Linked DNA regions of Camelus bactrianus: region 2 is linked to region 1. Evidence: chromatin contacts called from public Hi-C data. All regions are on one chromosome and are shown on one strand. Each heading gives the region's core, a stretch centred on a gene start, on an enhancer-like site or on the middle of the called end of the contact. The rest is flanking DNA. Distances are from core to core; before and after follow the strand shown. Region 1 holds the start of BOLA3 (bolA family member 3). Region 2 holds the start of STAMBP (STAM binding protein).

Region 1 (6,665 bases), core at 2,976-5,475:
TTAGAAACAGATCACGTCCTCCTGGTAGGAGGATCCAAAACGAGCTCCTCCTTTTGTAAGGCATTTGCAGTACCCAGGATCATTGCTTCTGGGGTAGAAAAGATAAGGCACACAGCATGCAAAACCTAGGAAATGGAGGTTTTCCTAGTATTCCCTTTTAGTGGGGAGGGTACAGCTCAGTGGCAGAGCACATGCTTAGCATGCATGAGGTCCTGGGTTCAATCCCCAGTCCCTCCATTAAAATAAATAAATAAACCTAAGTACCTCCCCCTAACCCCCAAACAAAACAAAACAAACAAACAAACAAACAAACCCTAGTATTTCCTTCTATGAAGCCAGCAAATGCCATGGAAGAGGGTGAGAGGGACTGAATTTTAGTATTCCACCTTCCAAAGGACCAGCAGTCGGTATTGTTAAAAATGCAAAAATACGCTAACATCGGTTTGAAAACTGTGTGTAATACTATCCCAAAGAACAGGAACAAGGAAGCCTGAGAGAGACGGGGACACAGCATCACAATAAACTAGCTAAAGACAGAATGGCCCCTGGAGCATCCTGGGCTGCGGCAGGGAGGGGGCGGCTTTCTGGGGACGCTCTCAAGGCAGAGCTTGTATGGGACCCATCTACCCCCAGCCCACACTTTGTCTCCACAAGGCTGGATGACTGATAATAAATGTGCCGCTCTAGCACGAAACAGTGTGGGCAAGAAAACGTCCCCAGTGCTCTTAACATCAGGCTGTTTCATGACAAGTGCTTCAGTGGGCGCTGTTAAGATTCTCTCTAGTTACCTAGGAGGTTCCTGGCCTGATTCCCTTTCTGCACTCTACCTAGGGCTGAGCAGAGCCAGACTGGAGGTCAAGTTCCAACTCTGCCCAAACTGGGCCTGGGGCACATCCAGGACTGGTGACATCAAGACCTCAGCACTGCCCTGGGACCCCTGAAGGGTCTCACCCAACCTACCAATCCAACAGATCTTTAGCTTGGTTAATTTCCTGTCGTTTCTGGAATAAAAACTACTTTCTAAGCTTTCTCCCAATCTTTGTAAACGTGATGTTGTCAGAGAAGCCAGGGAGCCCTCCAGGCAATGCAGAGTGACAAAGACCGCGTCTGGGTGGGGAGAGATGCAGGTGGATGCCCACCTCGCCACCACTGGCCAGCAGTTCCATATGAGTCTAGATAAGGGCCTTATCTTCTCCAACCTGTGGGTGCAGAAGCTGACTTCCCAGCCTACTCCTAACTCAGAGTCAGCCTGAACTTCTGAGGGGCCAGCAGCCATTTGGGAAAGGCAGGACCTGGTTGTGGCTGGTAACTGGGCTCAGGACAGAGTCTGTCCTGGGTCCTGGTTCTGCTGCCTCCTCCTCATGAGGGGCTGGCCAGGTTCTTGGGACTCTCTGGGGTCATCTCCTCATGGGGAAAATGAGGCAACTGTGTTCCTCAAAAGAACAAAATCTTCCTGGGGTCTGTTCCAACTCTGACATTCTAAGGTGTCAGAAGAATGCGGGGAAATTTAAGGCTTATCTTGAAGTCAAATTAAAGATTGTGGACCTGTGGACCCAGGGTGACTGACAGGGACCCCATCTGAGCTGGGCCTGACTGGTAACCATGAGTCCTCACAGCTGAGCCTTGTCCCCAGTTTCCCTCTGATGTTTTGACACCCCCACCTCCACTCCATCAGGTGGGAGGGGCTGAATTCTATCTGTCCAAAAGCTACACAAGCTGAGAAGCCACTGATGGCAAGTTTCCCCTGAGCCCCCTGCCCTCTGCCCATCCAGCAGTAAAATCCTACCAGACTCCGTGGGAAAGATGAGAGAGCCTTACCTGAAATGTCGGTGACTTTGATAGCTGTAGCTCGAGGAAACTTTTCTTTGAGAATTTGGGTCACCTTGAGCTCCCCCTCGGTCTGCGAGGCAAACATCCGCTTGGCACAGTGGAGAAGAGGAAGCTGTCACAGAACAGAGGCGAGTCACTGCGCAGGACCCGCCTGCCCGCCCCCTGCAAGGCAGGGCCCTGGACCAAGTCAGAGGGACTGCCTGGTGACCCATGTCCATTTAAGCTCCCCAGGATATGGAATAAACTTCTTTTTGAGAGGGGAGTGGAACTGTAAATAACTCACTTCTGACTCGAGACAATAAGGCCCCAAACTGAATTCAAGAGATGTTTAACTCCTCATGGTCATGTTGTGAGAGAGACACTATCATGTGATGGCAATTTTATAAGTGAGGAAACTGAAGCACTGGTAATGTGCCCAAGGCTGGATCCGTTAGCAAGATGCAGAGCCAGGAGAGGCTGGGCATCCCGGCTCAGGCTTGCCCCGCTAGGCCAGTGTGCCACTGCCTATGCACTGATGGGGCCAGATGTCACCCATCCTTTAGGCCTGATTAACATTCCACACTCTCTCCAGCGGGGATGTAACCCTGTGACCTACTGCTCAGCGAGCCAGCTACCCTTTGCAACTCTACTGGGGAGAAGAGACAGAACTCTAGTAAAGAAACCTGAAGGATAAACATTTTTAGATTATTCACCATTGGCTGCAACACTCTCCCCTCTCCCAGTGTCTGCCATAAGGAGCCAGTGCTTCTGATGGGAATGTGTCTCAACACTTAGGGGTGAAGGAGCAGAAAACCAGTCGGAGGCCCCTTGGCTGGGTTGAGCACATGCTGAAAAGCAAGACTGAAAACAGAGCATGGCAGGCCTTGAATGTCAGGCCAAAGATTTTGGACTTTGTTAGACAGGCTCCTTGGTGCCCAAGTAACAGTACCTTTTGAAGCTAGTCAGGAAAGATGACCAGATGAGAGAAGCATTACAAAGGAAGTGACTGAAGGAGGATGGTGGGTGGAGCGCTGTTCATTAAGCGCTGGTGCCGAAGGTACCGTGCCTTCACCCGCTCAGTGCTGCCCATCCGCAGGCCTTTCCTGACGGCCCAGACCAGGACCTGTGTCACAGACTCTCGGAGCACTTTTTTTAAAGTCACCTGCGCACTAACTCTTTGCCAACCAGTCTTCAGAGGCCAAGACTGAGCCTGTCCTGTTACTGTGGTCTTCCAGAGCTGAGCCAGGGCAGGCACTCAGGAGGACTCCGGTGATGGATGGATGGATGGATGAGCAGGGAAAGAACCACATATTCAGGGCATACCTACTGTGAACCCGCAAATAAGTCCCGATTCCAGGGGCAGCTGAAATGCAGGTCAGGAGAAAGATCTGGAGGGAGACAGTGCTGTACAGAGGGACAGAAACTTTATGTTGTGGGCCTGTGTAAGACTGAGGAGGGAAGTGGGACCTCTTCTGAAGACAGGGCCCTGGAGGGCAAAGGCAGAGGGTAGCCAGGTGGCAGGCAGAAGCAGCAATCACTAAGGGGTGAGGGTGGTAGCACCGTTGACTCCTCGGGGAAAGCCTTCTCTCATCTTAGCTGATTTGCAGGCAGCGGCCTTGAACTAGCAATCTATTGACAAAAATCTCCGGAGTGCCGACTGTCCACGCTGAAAGTCACCAGCAGAACTGCTCTTCATGCTTGCAGAGGCAGGTCCCAGAGAAGGCGGGACGTGAGCGGAAAGCCAAAGAAGTGGATGAAGGCAGGAAAAGGATGCATCAGAAAGGAGGAGAGAGCGCGCAGTGAGTGCCCTCTGCTGGCCTCCTACTCCGGGAGTGTGGGATTTGGGGAGGGTCAAGGTCACAGAAGCCGGGCGGACGCTCCGGAGCCGCGCCCCAGCCACAGTCCCCGGCACGCACGCCGCGACTCCGGGCTCTGACTCCCACGTCTTCGGATCGGTAAGTCAGCGCTGCCTTCCCGCGCCCGCTGTGTTGTGACTGTTTCCTTGTCTGCTCCCCTCGCCCTCCACCCCCAACCCGGTTCGCGAGCTCCCCCAGCGCGCGCCGGGCCTGACACTTCTCCGAACGCCCGCAGCCGGACCCCCAGAATGACGAACCGACGAATGAATGACTGAGAGAGAAAGGCAGGGGAAGCCCCGGCCCGGCGCGCCGCCCTCCGCGAGCGCGTTCTGCAGCCCCGGCCCCGCGGCCGGCCCGCGCCGCTCCCGCCCGGGGAAAGCAGCCCGGTCCCCGCCCGCGCTCACCCCGCGGGTCCCGCGGAGTAGAGGCGCCGCCGCGGCCGGGCTCCACGCCGCCATGCCCGGCCGACGCGCCCGCCGCCCGAGGTCGCCGCTGTGGTCCTAAAAGGCGCGGAGCCCCGGGACCAGAGCCGCCGCCGGCGAGGCCGCCCCCTGTCGTCCGGAGGCCGCGAGTCGCCCGGCCAGCTCAGGGCCCCGCCCTCAGCCCCAGCTCACACCCCGGGGCTTCTGTTGCCTCCCAGGCCTCGGTCCGGGCGGGTCCTTCCTCCTCCGCCTGGAAGCCTGTCCGAAGTACTCAACCCAGGCCCTAGATGGAACGCCTCCATTCCCACTCCACACCCGGCAACCGGCTGCTCAACTGAGGCGCCTGGCTTTCTCCCTCCAGGAGGGAGCCAGGGAAGAACCTTAAGGAGGGGAGTCGTTTTCAGATTTGCATGTTAGAAAGATCACTCTGGCTCCTGCGATAAGCGGAGACAGCAGGGAGCTGAAAACTGGAGATGAGGACTGAAGTCCCGAGGCTATTGCAACGGTCCAGGTGAGACTTGAAGCCGGAACTGAAGGAATGACGCCAAGGATAGGAGTGGATTGAGACACCTGGGAGGTGACTGGACTGGCGTGACCGCATTGGCGGGTGAGGGGATGGTGTCAGGGATGACTCTCGGCTTGCCGGCTTGGACAGTGAAATTGGGAGAGTCAGGCTAGGTTTGGAGTGAAGGGGGTTCACTCACTCCGTTTTGGATTTGCCTGAACTTAAGACGTCTGCAGGACATGGCCCAGCAGAGGCGGAGGCTGGAGCCACAGACCTTGGAGTCTTGAGAACGCAGTGGAAACTGACACCATCAGGGACAGGTAAGGTTGTGGGCAAACCTGTCCTGCCTCTGGAATACTTCAGACAGTTGTCAAAGCCAGAATTCAACCAAGCCTTTTCTTTGGCAGCATTTGTTTGCAGCATGTGGTCTAGTATACCCTGAAGCATGTACCAGCTCTTTTTGCTATTGCATTCTGGCCTATAAAATCAATATGTTCAGTGTTGCACTTGGGTGGGTTGTGTAAGCAAATACAGTAGAAGAGAATCAAGCATGGCTTTGTCAAGCAAAAGATAAGCCATTTCTGGCCCAGGTCATTTTGTGATCTAAGCCTGGCCACAACGCTTGCCTTTAAACAGGTCTCAGTAATTAATGGTCTTAAGGAAACAAAAGAATGCAGGAACAAATGACTGTTACCAGGCAAGAGAAGTAACAATGGCAAAGATAATAACTGTTGGTAAAGATTAGCCTGGATTATGCTCTTGAGGTGATTTGCAGAATTCAAGCCCCTCACCCTCACCCTGCCCCACTCCAGCAGTCAGTCACAAGATCAGCTGTACTTAAGGAATGATGGTTTTGACCTTTCTTGAGCCTCGTGACTCCAATCAACTAAAACTTGGACTCTGTCAACCTTTGCCCCAACTCTAGACTGAATTCTTGTCTGCTCCACCCCCACATGAATATGCATGTACCCTTGGCTTAAAAATTCCTCAATTTTGCTTTTCCAGGAGACACTGCTTTAGGAAATATCCCCAGTGTTTTCTTACTTGCTGTAATAAATCCTTCCTTCTCCTGCTCTTTGACTTGGATGTATCATTTGGCTTGACACCAAGAGGCAAACCCTGTTTTCAGGTAACAGTTGGACAGACCTACAGTTGGATAGACCTACAGTTGTTCTTCAAACTGATCAGCCAAAAATACGCTCATTCATTCCAGTACCAGTCGAGTGATTCATATGACTAAAAAGAAAACTGCAGGCCCCAAATGGAGTCAGTTATGCTAGGCCACACCACCAAACGGGCTTAATATGTAACGCAATTAAAATTTCAACCTCTGCCAGAAATGCAGTCTTAACTGGTTGGTCAGGAATTTTCTGGTCAACACCAATGAAGTAATCTGTCATACAGACTCCTCCCATTCCCCATAGGTAGGTTACCTACACCTAAAATAATCTTTTTTGACTTCCTTATCTTGCCTTTAAAAACCTTTCCCTTTCTGTAGTCCTTTGGCTGTTGCCTGAATCACGGATCATTCAATAAAACCAATTAGATCTTTAAAATTCGCTCAGTTCAATTTTGTCTTTTTACTGTTTTAACTCTAAGAATTTTTCCTCTGGCACATTTTTTGCTTGAGTCCTTAAAAATTACGGATGGTGGGATTAGGGATGAATTGCTCATCTTTCATTTTTCTTCACACATCTAACTAAAACTGCCAAAATAACTTTTTCTAGTCTACAGTGGCAACCACTTCTGCTACTCAGACCACGTGGTTCAAATGAGGCAGACCCCCTTGCCACCTCTAGGAGTGGTCACATGACCCGGGTCTGACCAGACTGGCTTAGGGCTGGTCACATGATCTGAGCCAGACTAAAGGGAGCTGGTCTAGGGACTTGCCCAGAACTAAGGAACATAAAGGATTACTTGCCACTGGATTGCTAAACTGGTAGAAAGCCTACTCTTGGCAACCATCTTTGCAATCACGTGGGCAGTGCCACTTTGGACATGAAGCAGACAGACGAAAGGAGAGCTGAGAGGAGACATATTTGACATCCTTTATGCAACTGGAAACAAGCAGTG
Region 2 (6,665 bases), core at 2,597-5,096, 260 kb before region 1:
TTTGGCAGTTTAGGGTCTTTTATGGTTCCATATAAATTTTGGAATTGTTTGTTCTAGTTCTCTGAAAAATGTCGTGAGTACTTTGACAGAGGTTGCACTGGATCTGTAGATTGCTTTGTGTAGTACAGTCATTTTGATAATGTTGATTCTTCCAATCCAAGATCGCAAGATATCTTTCCATTTTTTTGTATCATCTTCAATTTCCTTCATCTGTGTTTTACAGTTTTCAGAGTGTAGGTAACCTCCTTGGTTAAGTTTATTTCTAGGTATATTGTTCTTTTTTGATGCAATGGAAATGTTTATGCTAGTTATAAAATTCTGGTTTGGGGAGTGGGAAAAAAAAGTGAATGAAGGGCTGCAAATGGCAAAATAGCCTTCTTTTTTATGGGTGAGTTGTATTCCATTACATATATATGCTGCATCTTCTTTATCCATTCATCTATTGATGTGCACTTAGGATGCTTCCATATCTTAGCAATTATAAATAATGTTGCTGTTAATAGCAGGGTGTATATATCCTTTTGAATTTATTCTTATTTCGTGGTTGGCTTTTATTCCTTTGATAGCTATGTAAGTTTAAAAAACTAAAGCTCTAAACGTTCTTAGAAACAATGAACAGTACTTATATGCAAAATTAAAAAACATGTGCAGTATACTGTGTATATGTATTTACATGCAATACATTGTATATGTGCTGTCAAATTGTAACAATTCAATCTAATAAAACTGAAAAAGGAAAAAAATTTAAAAAGATTGTTTTCCTTCTGATGACTCTCAGCCCTAGTCTACGAGGGTCTTCAAACAACAGAAACTGAGTTTTTCTTTTCATTATTGTAGACTCATGGCCTGACATAGATCTATGAACACGACAGGTACTTAATAAAAATTTGCTCATTGAATGAAGGCACCTAGCTTTGGAACATTCTGCTCCTCGTTCTACTGTCCTGTAAAGAAGATTTGGTCCCAAGAGCATAATGGCCACTGTTCTTCATTGTTCATCTCAGTTATCACCATGATTGGCTATCCATCCCTGAAATTCATTTTAGGGTCAGCATTTATATAACAACATTTGAACATCCAATGATCTTCACTGAGTGTCATCTGGGGTCCCAAGCTGTTCTGGGCACTGGGTATAGAGCTCTGAGCAAGTCAGAAAAGGCTTTCATTCCTCCCCTTCTAGAGGATCCTAGTACTGACATGCATATTTATGCTTGTAGTGGAGAAAGAATCTGATAAGTGCTTCCCAATGCCCACACAGAATCACTCCAGGGAAATCCAAGAGAAATATACACAACAGAAAGTGAGAGAAATTAGAGATCTGGACACTGGCCTGGTGGAGGAGGTAACACCATGCAGGGGCTTTAAGCTAGACCTTGAAGGATAGGTCATGTCATTATACCAACAAACTTACAGGAAGGCTTCTAAAATTTGGAGGTTAAAATGTGCCCAGAGTTGAACTTTTAAACCAAAGCATAAAGGTTCAGATTGCTGATATACAAAGTTTCCTGAGACAGAATGACTAGCAGTCTTGCAGGACCTTTTTGGAAAGAGGCTGTGCATGTATTCATGCCATTCTCTATTTGGTGTCAATAACCACCTTGTCCTGGTTGCAGGGGCAGAAACTGTGTCATACAGATATTTGTGTCCCCATTGCTTTGCACTTTGACCCTGTGAGATAAAACACTCATTTTCAATATTTTTTTTATTGGTGGTGTGACATTAAAAAGTTAGTCTTATGTTCTTTCCTAGCCAAAATAAAAAAAAAAAAAAGCAATTCTGTAATAACTCAGGCCATCAGTTTTGTGTAGAAAGTAACACAAACAAGCTGAAATTCTCAGAAGAAGTTTTCTTTTCCCTGATTTAGAAAACTTGGCAAGTTTACCCAGATAGTCACATTAGCAATCCCTCTTTGAATGCTGGATTTATGTGAGTGTGATAGAGGGGCTATCTGCCAGGAAACCCCTAACCAAAATCAAAATAGTATTTCTTTCATAAGATTCAAAACTTTAAGTTAACAATACAGTAAGGCAGATCACTTTTTTATTACGGTAACTATTTTTAGAGTTTAAAGAAATTGTAGATACTCTTCTGGAAAGCAATAGAACAACACAATTAAATTATGGGGTAATGCAAATCAGACTCCAAAGCAAATGGGTTTGAATTTCAGCTTTAAAGAGTTTAACACTTGTCAAGCACATTCATTTATGAAATATCATGTGTAGAAAAATACTTGAAATTTTTGCAGCAATCAAAAGCAAGCAAATTCATTGATTTATTTAGTGGTTGAGAACACATGCATATTGATATAATATTTCCAGACAATGCTAAATAGTCTACTAATATTTTTAAAACATTATAAGGCTGCATACATTGAGGCAAGGGACAAATTCAAATGTCATTTTAAATAAACTTCAGATTAGGTATTGAAATAGGTTATAAATGTTAAAACATTTAATGAATATCATGATGACCAAGAACTAACATTGCTAACCTAAAACAAATGTGCACCTGCTTCTATGTGATGGTAATCTCAAATTCTATAATCTCAACAGAATGTTAACCCATGAAAACAGAGAAATCTCTGGTGGCAAGCTGCAGAAATCTTTCTTTAATGAAGCTTTGAACATCTTTCGGTTTGAAAAGGAAATAATTATAGAAAACATGCTTTTCAAATTTACAGGTAAAATTTTGTTGCAATATAACGCTAAAAAAAAAGGTTAATGATTTAACCAGTATCCAAAAAAAGAACTTGAGAGGCTAAAGTGGTGTGCTAAAGTTTACAACATGAAATTTACTTTTAGATCCTACTAGTGGAAACCGCTAGAATGACTGCTCATCTCCCCAAATGCTTCTCCTCTGAAAACCTTGCCACTAACCAGAATGGACCCTAACAGCCAATGAGTCCAATGTGGCCTACCTCTCTGGCCACAAAGGTTTAAAACAGAACTGGACATTGAGTTTTTGAATGTGGCAGTGCACAAAATTAAGGTGAAATGAAGCACTGAGAGTTGAGTAATTTCTAAAAAAATAAGTGAATGAAAATTCAGAGTATGCAAATTTCCACATAGATAAGACCTGAGAATATGTATTTAGCAATAAAAATAAAACTAAAAACACAACTTACCTCGTGGTTTTCCAATGATATTTATTCATACATTCTTAGTAGTGTATATAGGACATCGATAGGCTTCTGGGGATAGAGATCAACATGCAACCAATTTTGGTAAAGTTCATACAGTTTTCTGCCAAGAACTGGGACAAGGTAGCTTTTAGGACTGACATAACCTAATGCAATGGAGCAGGAGACTTGCTTGGCTCCCTGCAGCAAAGGCTGCACTTTCCTTCCCCACAACCTTATGTCAGTAGATTGGCTTTACTGGGCAGGCAAATGGACCCAAGTTTGGTTCTGTAACAACGTAAACATTTAACGCACCCATAAATGTGAGGACATGGGGTAAGCATGGACGTTACCAGAGACTAATTCGAATAAATGTATGATTTATGTGGTAGATTTTATCTGATGGCACACTTTTGAGGCTTTTCTAAGGGATGTTTATTACAACTTGGGTAGACTTTCGCATGGAAGGAATGTCCTGATCCGTTTACTGTGTCTGTACTAATCTAAAAACAAGTTAGCTTGGACATCGGATCCTCTGCCCACCTGCTTCCCACTTCTTTCTCGTTGATCTTCCTTTACCAAAATGGCCGCGCCCAGCTCGCTCCTCATTGGTGGTTCCCACCCACCCACAGCAGGTGGCAGCTCTAGCCCCGCCCACCAGCCGCCGCCAGGGGTCCTCAGTTCTTTACTATTAGAGGGAGGGGGCGGGGCGGGCGCCGGACGTGACGTTTCCGGAAGCTCCGGGTGTCGTCCGCGGGGACAGGTGGGAAAGGGTCCCTGGAGTGTGGTGGCGCCGGGGACGCTGAGGGTGGTCGGACTGTGACGGCGAGCGGCCGCCGTGAGTGTGGGGCCTGCGGCCTTCTCCTTCCCGCGCCTCCTGCCCGGCTCGCCGCGCGCGAGGCCCCTGCCGGCTCCCGTCCCCAGCCGGGCCGGCGCGGCCCCAACTACCTCACGCAAAAGACCCGAAAACCTTCGATAATTTTGCCCGGTGTTAACAACTTGGGCTTTGCGTGCCTTTGAGAAGGGGGCCTCACGCAGTTTCCCAGAGATCCCTCTCCGCTGTATACGCCCCTTTCGCTTATTGCTGCTACTTCCTTTCGCCTCATCTTTCCCACCTTCTCCCCTTTTTTGCGGATGCTGCCTCCCCTCTCTGGAGTGTTGCTCAGCCCTGTAGTCCCGGGCATCGCTTGCTGGCCTCGGGAGGGGGTTGCATTCTTGACCAAAAGATCATCGTCTCCCGGGAGGTACTGAGAAGCAACAACAAGCTTTCTATGTATGCTTCAGTTAGCTTTGATGGGCTCTGCCCTCAGTTTACTAAATAAGCAACTTAGGGAGGTTTTAGATATGCTAGCCGCTTTCTGAGTCCCTGAAAAGGCTCCTGCAGGAGATGAAGTGTCGTTACATCTCTGGTAGTCCTCAGAGCTTTTGCACTCTAGTGAGGGTGTTTGAGAAGACACTTGGTGGAGGGAAGTGTGACCTAGAGATGGAATTGGCCCAGAGAAGACCATCTCTGAGGGAGGAGTTGGAATGGAAAGCAAAAACAGCGGGTAGACAATGAAACTGAAATGTGAGGATTTCTGGGCAGGTAACAATCCTGACTGAAGAAAAACATCTCAGCGGGGAACTAGTAAGGTTTTAAGATTGGAAGGACAAAACGGGGCCAGCTGACACAGGGCCTTGAATTCCAAAATCTACGACAGCTTGTGTTTTCTACAGCATGCTGGTTAGGGTGTGCTGTAATTCAGTGTAATGTAATCAAATACCCAGATTTAAAAAAAAAATTTTTTTTTGTGGGGGGTAGGTAGTTATTAGGTTTGTTTATTTATTTTTTTAATGGAGGTACTGGGGATTGAACCTAGGACCTAGTGCATGCTTAGCATGCACGCTACCACTGAGCTATACCCTCCTCCCTTAAATACTCGGATTCTTTTTGGAAATGATGTAGAGTGATACCTGATTAAAAGTTGGAATCTGATTCTAACAGCAACAATATCAAGAAAGATTGTAGAATTACTGAGACTCGGGGAGGGGGGAGGGAAACTCCCAGGTTTTTTGTTGGTTTGTTTTTTGCATTTCAAGTTACCTTTGTGTCCTTTTGTTATTCAAAGAGTGCTTAGTCTTTGAAGATAAATTTCAGTAAATGTTTTCTAGCTCTGAATTCCTTGCCCTGAAATGATGAATGATGTTGTAGATTGACTAGAAGAGTGGTTTCTTGAGCAGAGTTAGGTTTATGAGCATTCATTCCCACATCAGTTCCCCAACTAACCTTGTGCTCAAGTGTGAGAAAATACAGAGAAACGTCAGTTACTCTCAGATTAAATTAACATGATGAAACTTGAAGTCATTTAACAATCATCATGAAAGTTCATTGCATATACTCTGTCAGGTACTGAGGTGGATGGAAGTTGGTAGCTGGGAGGAGAAGTAGTGAAAAAAATATAAGATACTGTCCCTCTTTTTATGATGCCCAGGGCAGGGCCACCTAATGACAGGGAGTGATTAACACAAAGGGTAGAGCTGAACCCCTTGTAGCTCATAGTTACACTCTTTGTACCACCGAATTATGGCACAGGGATTATGGGTTTTTGCGTGTGTGCCAAGCCTTTTATGATTGTGATACGGGCTTCCTTGAGGGGCTCAGGCTTCTCAAGGGAAAGAAATCTTACTTAATATGAGCCACAACACATGGTATTCTCTTAATTTCTTCGTAAGGTAGAGGTTTGTGGGATAAACACTGTACTAGGCTGTGCTGGGATGATGGGGCTTTGGTGTTGATGCCATCTGTTTTTTCTGTTTCAGAACTTCTTGGTCCTGATGTCTGACCATGGAGATGTGAGCCTCCCACCCGAAGACCGGGTGAGGGCTCTCTCCCAGATAGGTAGTGCAGTGGAGGTAAATGAAGACATTCCACCCCGACGGTACTTCCGCTCTGGAGTCGAGATTATCCGAATGGCGTCCATTTACTGTGAGGAAGGCAACATTGAACATGCCTTCATCCTCTATAACAAGTATATCACGTAAGACACTCCCAGTTTCCTCTGTTTTTCCGGTGACTGATGCCTCACTCATTCTGTTCTTGTGCTCATTTATTTCTGCTCAGAATTGCTAAAACTAGAGAACTTTACAACATCATCATCATTAATCATTGTTGCTGGCAGCTCCTACACGTTAGCTGTCCTTGACATTCAAAGACATGAGTATTGAAAGTGTTGTTTTCATGACTCAGTCATTTCATGAGTAAGAGACCTAGCTCTTTGGCCTGTCCCACATGGCCCAGCTGTTAGGCAAGAAAGTTGGTGTTTAAACTATGCATGTTTTGTGTTGATGAGTGTTTTTCCTGTCCTTTCTCTATTTAGGCAGCCAATCTTAGGATTATTGTTGAGGTTTAGCAGAGCCAAAATCCCTCACCTCTGCTTATTTTGTAGCAAACTGAGTGATTCAGGAAAAAGCGTTTTCTTCTTAACCTTAATCATAATCATGCAAATCATCAAATAAGTATTGACCACCTACAGTTTGTGTAGCTCACCATAAAACCTTTTTTTTGAGT

Evidence for each region. A called contact is a pair of places that touch in the nucleus more often than the background predicts.
Region 2: a contact with region 1 is called in a Hi-C map of liver, with 4 times the contacts expected there. The contact joins the promoter of STAMBP here to the promoter of BOLA3 in region 1. A contact is called at or near these places in 2 of 2 Hi-C or Micro-C datasets (blood and liver).

The regions. Positions count from the first base shown.
Region 1 is chr15:67,537,429-67,544,093 of ASM4877302v1, reverse strand. It overlaps BOLA3 (bolA family member 3), which reads right to left and starts at 4,225. Exons shown (of 4, transcript XM_074341349.1): 1 at 4,070-4,225; 2 at 1,819-1,942. The coding sequence starts at 4,123. It overlaps LOC123616138 (a long non-coding RNA gene), which reads left to right and starts at 3,626. Exons shown (of 2, transcript XR_012499021.1): 1 at 3,626-3,764; 2 at 3,901-5,672.
Region 2 is chr15:67,793,815-67,800,479 of ASM4877302v1, reverse strand. It overlaps STAMBP (STAM binding protein), which reads left to right and starts at 3,846. Exons shown (of 11, transcript XR_012499027.1): 1 at 3,846-3,956; 2 at 5,918-6,135.